Regions from separate parts of the Mus musculus genome. Here all the other regions are linked to region 1. Evidence: chromatin contacts called from public HiChIP or PLAC-seq data. All regions are on one chromosome and are shown on one strand. The core of a region is the stretch at or near the end of the contact, and the rest is flanking DNA. Distances in the headings are between cores, read along the strand shown.

Evidence for each region. HiChIP or PLAC-seq counts read pairs in DNA pulled down with a chosen protein or histone mark.
Region 2: an H3K27ac HiChIP or PLAC-seq map of embryonic stem cells shows a contact between it and region 1, with 5 read pairs. The contact joins the enhancer-like site here to the promoter of Crabp2 in region 1. A contact is called at or near these places in 13 of 39 promoter capture datasets (the C10 cell line, the HPC-7 cell line, HPC-7-derived erythroid cells and 10 more), 1 of 15 datasets of contacts at CTCF or cohesin (the NIH/3T3 cell line), 6 of 484 Hi-C or Micro-C datasets (B cells, CD8 T cells, the N1E-115 cell line and 2 more), 15 of 115 datasets of contacts at active chromatin or transcription factors (T-cell acute lymphoblastic leukemia, bone marrow-derived macrophages, embryonic fibroblasts and 8 more) and 3 of 9 other capture datasets (adipose tissue, liver and pancreatic islet).
Region 3: a contact with region 1 is called in an H3K27ac HiChIP or PLAC-seq map of embryonic stem cells, with 6 read pairs. The contact joins the promoter of Hapln2 here to the promoter of Crabp2 in region 1. A contact is called at or near these places in 10 of 39 promoter capture datasets (the 3T3-L1 cell line, the HPC-7 cell line, embryonic stem cells and 4 more), 2 of 15 datasets of contacts at CTCF or cohesin (the NIH/3T3 cell line and embryonic stem cells), 4 of 484 Hi-C or Micro-C datasets (bone marrow-derived macrophages, embryonic stem cells, gonadal supporting cells and 1 more), 4 of 115 datasets of contacts at active chromatin or transcription factors (bone marrow-derived macrophages and embryonic stem cells) and 3 of 9 other capture datasets (adipose tissue, liver and pancreatic islet).

What each region holds. Positions count from the first base shown.
Region 1 is chr3:87,947,367-87,950,053 of GRCm38.p6, reverse strand. It overlaps Crabp2 (cellular retinoic acid binding protein II), which reads right to left and starts at 1,361. Exons shown (of 4, transcript NM_007759.2): 1 at 1,144-1,361. The coding sequence starts at 1,213.
Region 2 is chr3:87,862,789-87,865,475 of GRCm38.p6, reverse strand. The region is part of intron 4 of Prcc (papillary renal cell carcinoma (translocation-associated)); the gene reads left to right. Among named protein-coding and RNA genes, the nearest start is that of Sh2d2a, 17 kb to the right of the region's middle. Within about 2 kb of position 1,340, at least 13 of the 459 cell types and tissues checked have an H3K27ac peak or open chromatin away from gene starts, as enhancers often do. A contact at or near this core is called in bone marrow-derived macrophages, embryonic stem cells and trophoblast stem cells, where this site is marked.
Region 3 is chr3:88,026,189-88,028,875 of GRCm38.p6, reverse strand. Hapln2 (hyaluronan and proteoglycan link protein 2) reads left to right here and starts at 1,365. Exons shown (of 7, transcript NM_022031.2): 1 at 1,365-1,491; 2 at 1,936-1,991.

The DNA of each region.
Region 1 (2,687 bases), core at 112-2,611:
TGAAAATTTCTATTCTCTGATCTTTAATTTCGCAAGGGCGGAGCAAGAAAACTGGGTATGACTCTAAGGATCATTGCGGTTAGCTGACACAAAGAGAATGAACAGCGAGGAAAGATGAGAACAGAGGCCCTACTGCCCTCGCAACATTCTTTTTAGCTCCAGACTCACTCTTATACAGTCCCTAGCTCCTCAAGGGTATCCCCTGCTCCCCACCACAGGGCTCCTCTCCAGTGCAGAAATGGAAGGCATGCTGACCCTTAGGCTCTGGGGTAGTTTCCACTCCCTGGGGCGGTTAACTGCATCTCTCCGCAGATGTCTCTCCTTTCCTATACCTTCTAGCTCAGTCGCATCCTAGAGGGTAGTAGAAGGTGGGTAGGGAAAGTCTGGGTGGTTCCTGTGTTCCCACCCTTGGCTAACAGCCCAGTTGCGCAGGGTGCAGCTGGTCTGTGGCGAGGAGGGAGGCAATCCTAGACTTTCGGAAATGGGGATTGGTGTTTCACACGAGGACATTTGTTGAAATCTAAGAAAGTGGTAATTGTCCAGAGCGATTTTAGGGCTTGGGAGCCGGTTGCTGTAGGAAAATATGTCTCACAGGTGGGGGTGGGGTGGGGTGGGGTGGGGTGGGGAGACTGGAGTGGGAAGTGCAAGGTGTGGGGGAGGGTCGGGGAGCTGAAGTGGTGGACCACCTGGTGGGCGGAGCCAAGTGTTGAGGATAATGGACCTGTCGCCTGGATTGGGTTACTGTTAGGGTACGCGGAAAGATCTTGGAATGTCTCCTAGGGGCTCCCTGCCTGGATTCTGGATTCTTAAAGCTCAGAGCCAGGTGCCCTGGTCAGCAGGTCCAGGCGCCGAGGCTAGCCAACCCCTCCTGAGACTAACCTCGTGCTTCTGGTTTCTACTTGCTTCACAGGCTCTGAGTCACCGTTGAAGCTGGCACTGGTGGGCGCCCAGCCTCAGAAAGTAGGATTTAAGAGTCTTGGGCCTGGTGCCCCAGGACCCAGGGTATCCGGCACGCCCCTTTCCTAGGATGCAGGCTCCCAGGTACATTCCCTGATTCGGCCCCCTTCCGTTTATTCGGCCTCTGCTCTAAAGACCCCAGCGCCCTTCTTGTCCTCCCTTCCCAACTCACGAAAACCTCCTTACCCAGAGCTTTTAGCATTTCCTCAAAGTTTTCCGATCGGATGATCTTCCAGTTGCCAGAAAAGTTAGGCATAGTGGCAGCAAGGTGGCTTTCTCTTTAGATCTTCAACTAGAACACTGGACGCTGAGTCCTTTAGGCTAAAGATACTTTGCTGTCTCCTTTGCAGAACAGATCCTTCCACCTGGGGACCAAGCCGCGTGGAGGACAATTGCACAGCCGCTGGGCGCCAGAGCTCTAGGCTTTTATACCCAGCTGGTGCATGAGGCGGCCCCGCCCCCGCCCCGCCTTCCACACCACCTGGGGGCCCTGCTCTGTGACCACTTCACCCCCATCCTTTCCGGAATCCCTCCTGTTTCTAGAAATGTGGGTGGGTCCAGGGTTCTCCAAGAGCCAAGATACCCTTCTCCCGCATCAGTAGGCGGACCGAGAAGCGTCAGAAGGCAAGAACGGGGTTTGTGCCTCTGGCAAGAACAGGGCACGGCTCTCGCCTGGGTCACGGATGCTCTCTCGGCCTGCAGGGCGAACACAGGTCCCGTTTCACCAGTTCCCTAGTAGTTCTCTACCAGATTTGGTGCTCTGGACAGCTCAGCTCCAGGCATCCGGAGACCCCACTAGCGCAAGAATTGTCCCCCCCCCCCCCCCCCGGCAACCGGCAGTCGAAATGGACTCAATGAAACAGCTCGGAATTCAAGCGTTCTTTTGGGTGACAGGGAGGTGCTGCTCTGTCCTCCACCCCTTGACTCAGCTCTGGGTTCAAGTAGTGCCTGGGGACGCCTGAAGTGAGCACAAGGCAACTCATTCATTCCTCTCCAAGCCCTGGACGGACAATGAAGGGTTAAGCAGGAGCCCCCGGCTCGAGGCTAGAAGGGCAGAGGTCACAGCCAATCACTTGACACGACTCTTTTATTAAGGCGCTTTCTCGGTGGCTACGCTTCCCTGGGCCCCCTGGGCCACAAGGAGGGGGAGAAAGACGCCAAGCGCCCCCCACCACCCCCCACCCCCACCCCGCGGCTTGCCGCGTTGCCTCCGGGGTTGGGGGAAGGCTGACTGTGTGGGGAGGGGGTGGGTCTGAGACGTCCCTATCTAGAGCTGAAAGTGCGGTGAATCAGCCTCTCCGAGGCTGATTTTTACGTGGGTGAAACCCTAGTGGAAAGACAGCGAGACAGCAGAAAGGACAGGAGCGGCCTCGGAGGCACGCGGGTAACCCAAAGCCAGAAACAACGTTGCTCTGTGCTGGAGCTACAAGTGTTTGCCCTTTCTTTGGCATTCGCCCTCAGTCTCCCGGGGCTATCCCCGTAGTCCCCTCAGGATCTCAAACAAGGTCCCTGCCTGGCCCCTTCTCATCTAGGTGGCCAAGGTTGGAACAGGCAGCCCTGACCTGGTGAACTGGGGACTTGGCAGGCTTTGGTTGGGGAGTGGAACTGAGCTGAGGACAGGGCCTGAAGGATTAACCTCACTCAGAGGCCAGACAGTGTCACTCGAGTCAGGTCTTCATCGAGGCAATCCCGAATAATGGGGTGTGGAAAACTTGAGAGGATGAGGGAGG
Region 2 (2,687 bases), core at 91-2,590, 85 kb after region 1:
TTGGTTCTCATGGCAGCTGGAATGTTTGCCATCCCATCTGTGTGGGAGCTCCGCAGGATGGAGAACACAGGAGAGACATTTCCAGTCTCCTTTGAGGACTTCTCAAACTCCCTAGGGTACTTGCCCTTATGACTAGGCAAGAGTCTGCTCTCATGGCTAGATCTGTTTTTAGTGAGGCTCATAACATAGTTTTTTAGTTGAGTGATCATTTGGCTGAATTACTGGTTGATTTACACTGAAGAAAGGGAGAATGTGTTTTGAGAGATACCTAGCCATTGTGATCAGGACCTCTGGGTTTAACTTGACTGACAGGCACATTGAAGGATGTTCTGTGGCCTTCCACCCAAGGTCAAGATACAACTAACTGTCTCATCTGCAGGAAAGTTGCAGCTTAGTTCTTAGGAAAAATAATTTTCTGTTTACTTTCCCCAGAAAGGTGTCTGTCTGTTCGTCTTTTGCTAATCTTTGTTCTGATCGGTAGCTTGTGCTTACTCCTTTGAGTATTACCTTAAGGCAAGTGCAGTGCCATGGCTTCTCAGCTCAAGCAGCAGCTAAAAATTCCCTGAGTAACCATGGTAGTTCCTTGTACAGGCCCCACCAGCGCCTGGGTCTCACTGAAGCCGATCAGTGCTCCAGGTGGTCTGGGTTTCTTCCTCCTTCTTTCCTTCTGTTTCCTCTCCTTCCCTACCCAGGGGCTCTGGCCTCAAAAGACATGGCAGTTCTCTTGCCTTGCCCTCCTCACTGTAGGGATTACAGGTATGTACCTACCATGCCCAGATGGTGGCTGTCCTGTCCTGTCTTTCCTTTTCCTTTTCATCTTTGTTAACTCCCCCACCCCCTTTCTTCTTCCAGAGATCAAAAAAACAGGAGTTTTATAGAGAATTCTTTGGCCTTTTTTTTTTCTTTTTTCTTTTTTTCTTTTCTTTCTTTTTTTTTTTTTTTTTTTTTTTTTTTTTTTGGAGACAGGGTTCCTCTGTGTAGCCCTGGCTGTCCTGGAACTCACTCTGTAGACCAGGCTGGCCTCGGAACTCAGAAATCTGCCTGCCTCTGCCTCCCAAGTGCTGGGATTAAAGGCGTGTGCCACCACGCCCAGCATTCTTTGGCCTTTTGAGGCTCCCTTACTATCCACCCTATTTTCTCTTTCTTCATGGATTCTTTGGGGTGGAATTTGATGGTGGCATACCAATCCAATGAGAAAGAAAAGGTGGAAAGAGAACTGTTGGGTAGTCTGTTTTTGTCTGTCTTTGAGGGTGACCTTGAACTCGTGTGTAGCCAAGGATCACCTTGATTCTCCCATTTCTGCCTCTAGAATGCTGAGATTACACATGTGTGCCATACAGGGCTGGGGAGATGAACCAGGGCTTAGTACACACTTAACGTAAGTACATTAGTGAATCACATCCTCCTGAAAGAATTTTTAGAGGAGAAATCTTACAGTCCCCCCCCCCCCTTTATTTTTTGAGACAGGGTCTTGCTAGGATTCTTTATGCTTCATTGGGCTTAGGAGGTGGGTACAAGGTTCCTGTGGCTAAGCCTCGTGGTTTGAGTTTTACTCACATTGTGAAAAAAGGGAAGCAATTCCCACAAGCTGTTCTCTGATTTCTACCCGTGTGCCTTGATCTGAGTGTGTGTTGGCTTTGTCTCTGTCTCTCTCAGTCTCTCTCTCACACACAAATAAAATGCAATAAAAAAGAAGTGACACAAAGTGACAACAAAATCAAACAGAAAACAAACAAACTTCTGAACTTAAAGGCTTCTTCTGTCTCTGCCTCCCATGTAGCTGGGGCTACAGGTCAGACTCAGTTCCTTTAAAAAAAAGGCCACACCCACCTACCTTTGATTTTATTTATTTTTGTTTTATGTGTTTGGGCGGTTTGCCTGTGTGTCTGTGTACCATATGCATGCAAGTGTACATGGAGACCAGAAGAGGGCTTCAGTTACCTGGAACTGGAGTTAGATAGTTGTAAGCCATCATTTGGGTGCTGGGACTGGACCCTGCAGCCCGTGCTTTTTAGCTGCTGAGCCATTTCTCCAGCCCCTTACTCTCAATAAGTTTGTTTTGTTTTGTTTTGAAGACAGAGTGTCTCTGTGTATAGCCCTGGCTGTCCTAGAACTTGATTTGTAGACCAGGCTGGCCTCAAACTCACAGAGATCCATCTGCTTCTGTTGGTTAAAGGTGTTCATCACCATCCCCTGGCCTACCCTCATTTCTTTATTCTTTTTTTTTTTTCCCCTGAGACAGGGTTTCTCTGTGTATCCCTAGCTGTCCTGGAACTCGCTCTGTAGAGCAGGCTAGCCTTGAACTCAGAAATCCTCCTGCCTCTGCTTCCCAAGTGCTGGGATTAAAGGCGTGCAGCACCACCACTGCCCACCCTTTTCTCTCTCTCTCTCTCTCTCTCTCTCTCTCTCTCTCTCTCTCTCTCCTTCCTTCCTTCCTTCCTTCCTTCCTTCCTTCCTTCCTTCCTCCCTCCCTCCCTCCCTCCCTCCCTCTCTCTCTCTCTCTCTCTCTCTCCTTCCTTCCTTCCTCCCTTCCTCCCTCCCTCCCTCCCTCCCTCCCTCCCTCCCTCCCTCCCTCCCTCCCTCCCTCCCTCCCTCTTTCTTCCTTCCTTCCTTCCTTTCTTTCTTTCTTTCTTTCTTTCTTTCTTTCTTTCTTTCTTTCTTTCTTTCTTTCAATTTATTTATTATAT
Region 3 (2,687 bases), core at 116-2,615, 79 kb before region 1:
TTGTTTTGTTTTGTTTTGGTTTTGGTTTTTCGAAACAGGGTTTCTCTGTATAGCCCTGGCTGTCCTGGAACTCACTTTGTAGACCAGGCTGGCCTCAGACTCAGAAATCCACCTGCCTCTGCCTTCCAAGTGCTGGAATTAAAGGCATGCGCCACCACTGCCCAGCTTTATATTCTTATTATTTCATATGTGTGGATGTTTTCCTGAGTGTGTGCCTGTGCATCATGTGTGTTCCTGATGCCTCCTGTGGCCAGAAGAGGGCATCAGATCCCTCGGGACTAGAGTTACAGCCGTGAGCTGCTGTGTGTGTGCTGGGAATTGAAGTCAGATCCTCTGGAAAACAGCCAGCGCTCTTAACTTCTCTGGCCCTGTTTTTCTTTTTTTTTTTCTTTTTCTTTTCTTTCTTTTTTGAGAAAGGTTTCAACTCCGAAGCCCAAGGCAGACTCAAACTCATGACACTCCTCCTGTTTCAGCATTTCAAGTGGTGGTCCACATCTGTGGCCTCTCCAGAATTTTAAAATGTTATTGTTGTATGTGAGGGACTGTAGGTTGAGTTTCAGTGTGGAGGTCAGAGGACGACTTTTGGGGGTCCATCTTCTCCTTCCACTGTGAGTCTGGTGATTGAATTCAGCTGCCAGGATGTGGTTTTACCTACCAAGCATCTCACCAGCCTTGAAAATGTAAACAAAATCCATCCATGGGTGCAGAGGAAGGAGGAACTGTGAAATCAGATGACTCTATTTTAGAGAGATTCCCATGGTGCTGGAGAGATGGCTCAGGTGTTAAGAGCACTTGCTCTTTCAAAGGACCCAGGTTTCATTTTCAGCACCCAAGTTACAGCTCTCAGGGTCTGTAACTTCTGTTCCATGGTATCTGTTGCCCTCTTCTGGCCGTTTTAGGCACTACAGACATGGCGCACAGACATGCACCACTATAAATTAAAAGCCACACTCATACATCTAAAATAATGAAATAAAAATAGCTAGAGAATTTCCATAGTCCCTCCTTGCTAGGAGTCCCTTCCCAGGGACAGAAGCATCTTCCTGTGATTTCTACCTCTCTAGCAGCAACCCCAGCTGTGCAGCATCACGCATGATCTTTTTATAATCCTGGAGTTTAGAGTACTGAGGGTGCCCCATTCCAGCCTTCTCCTATCCTCTTCCTGGATGTCAGTTTCTGCTCTGAGCCAATCACCCACCCAGGCCTTTTTCCGGTGGTTTGTGCCAGCCTGTCCTGCATCCCACATCCCCAGCTGTTGACATTTCCATGCCATTGCCCAAGGGACGAATAAAGGGCCCCTGTTACCCAACAATAGGGGAGAAGACAGGGACAATGGGAAATTGTGTTTCTAATAGGGTGTGGACAGAAAAGAAAAGGACAGACAGACAGAAAGGGTCAGGGTCCTGAAGCAGCCAGACATCCTGAAAATCTGACTCCCATCTTGACAGCCTCTTCTGAAAGGCCATATATAGCCTGGCACAGAGGGCACAGGTGAGGGCTTTGGTGGGGGGGAGGGCAATTCTGTTGTTTGGATGGGGTCCATATGAAAATACAGAGCTGGATTCACAATTAGGGTTCGTCCCCGCTCCTCCTGGTCCAGCACCCTTGTACTTACAATTGGTCTGTCCCACCCCTGGTCTAAGGACAGAAGTAGCAAGGCCCGCTCTCCACACTCTTTTAGGTAATCTCCAGGATTGCTTTACTCTGCCCCCAACCGGTGTCTTGCCCTGGCCCCAGGACATCAACTGGCACAGATGCAATCACGGCTGACTTAGTGTGCTGCGTGAACATAGGCCTCAGTGCCTTGGCTTCTCTGAACACAGGAAACGAGTCTCTCTAGAACCGTGTCAGAGGAGCTGCAGTCCTGAGGCTCTAGGGTGCTTTGAACCCCCAGAATCCCTAATGAACCCCCACTGCAACTTCTTCCTTCTGCAGGACAGGAAGCTGCTGAGCACAGCTCGATTTGCCTCTGAGGAGAGATCATCTTGCAGGTAGGCAATGGGCTGCTGGCTTTCTATGTGTGGAAATGTTATATGTGTGCTTCTCTTAAAATACAGAACCTTAGATCAGTGACTAAGAGCTCAAGCTGGCCCAATCTGATTCAAACCCCAGTTGAACCTCCTTCCATAGCTCGGTGACTGTACCTGGGTGTTTATCAATGCCTCCCTGGATAGCCAGAGGAGTCAGAACAGTATACCGCAAAGTGCCTAAGTCAGATTGGACTTTAAACATGTCCGTGGTAGCTCAGTCCATTTTTTATTGCACTTTTATTTATTTTGTGTTTATGTGTGGTGTGCCTGTGCCATGCTTGTGTGAATGGAGTCCGAGGACAAGGTGTGGGAGTCGGCTCCCTCCTTTAAGCGTATGAGACCTAGGAAATGAACTCAGGTCATTAGTCTTGGTGGGGACCATCTTTACACATGGAGCTATCTCGTCAGCGCCTAAACATAAAGATCACTCTTATTTACCAGGCTGTCCCATATGGACTCCTGTCCCACATGCTTTACTTGTAATTGAGAAAGGGTTTCTCTGTGTAACCCTGGCTGTCCTAGAACTCACTATATAAACCAGGCTGGCCGCAGACTCACAGAAATTCACCTGCCTTTGCCTCTTGAATTCTGGGATTAAAGACATATACTACTTGACATTTTTATTTTTATTATTGGGAGGTTTTTTTTTGTTTTGTT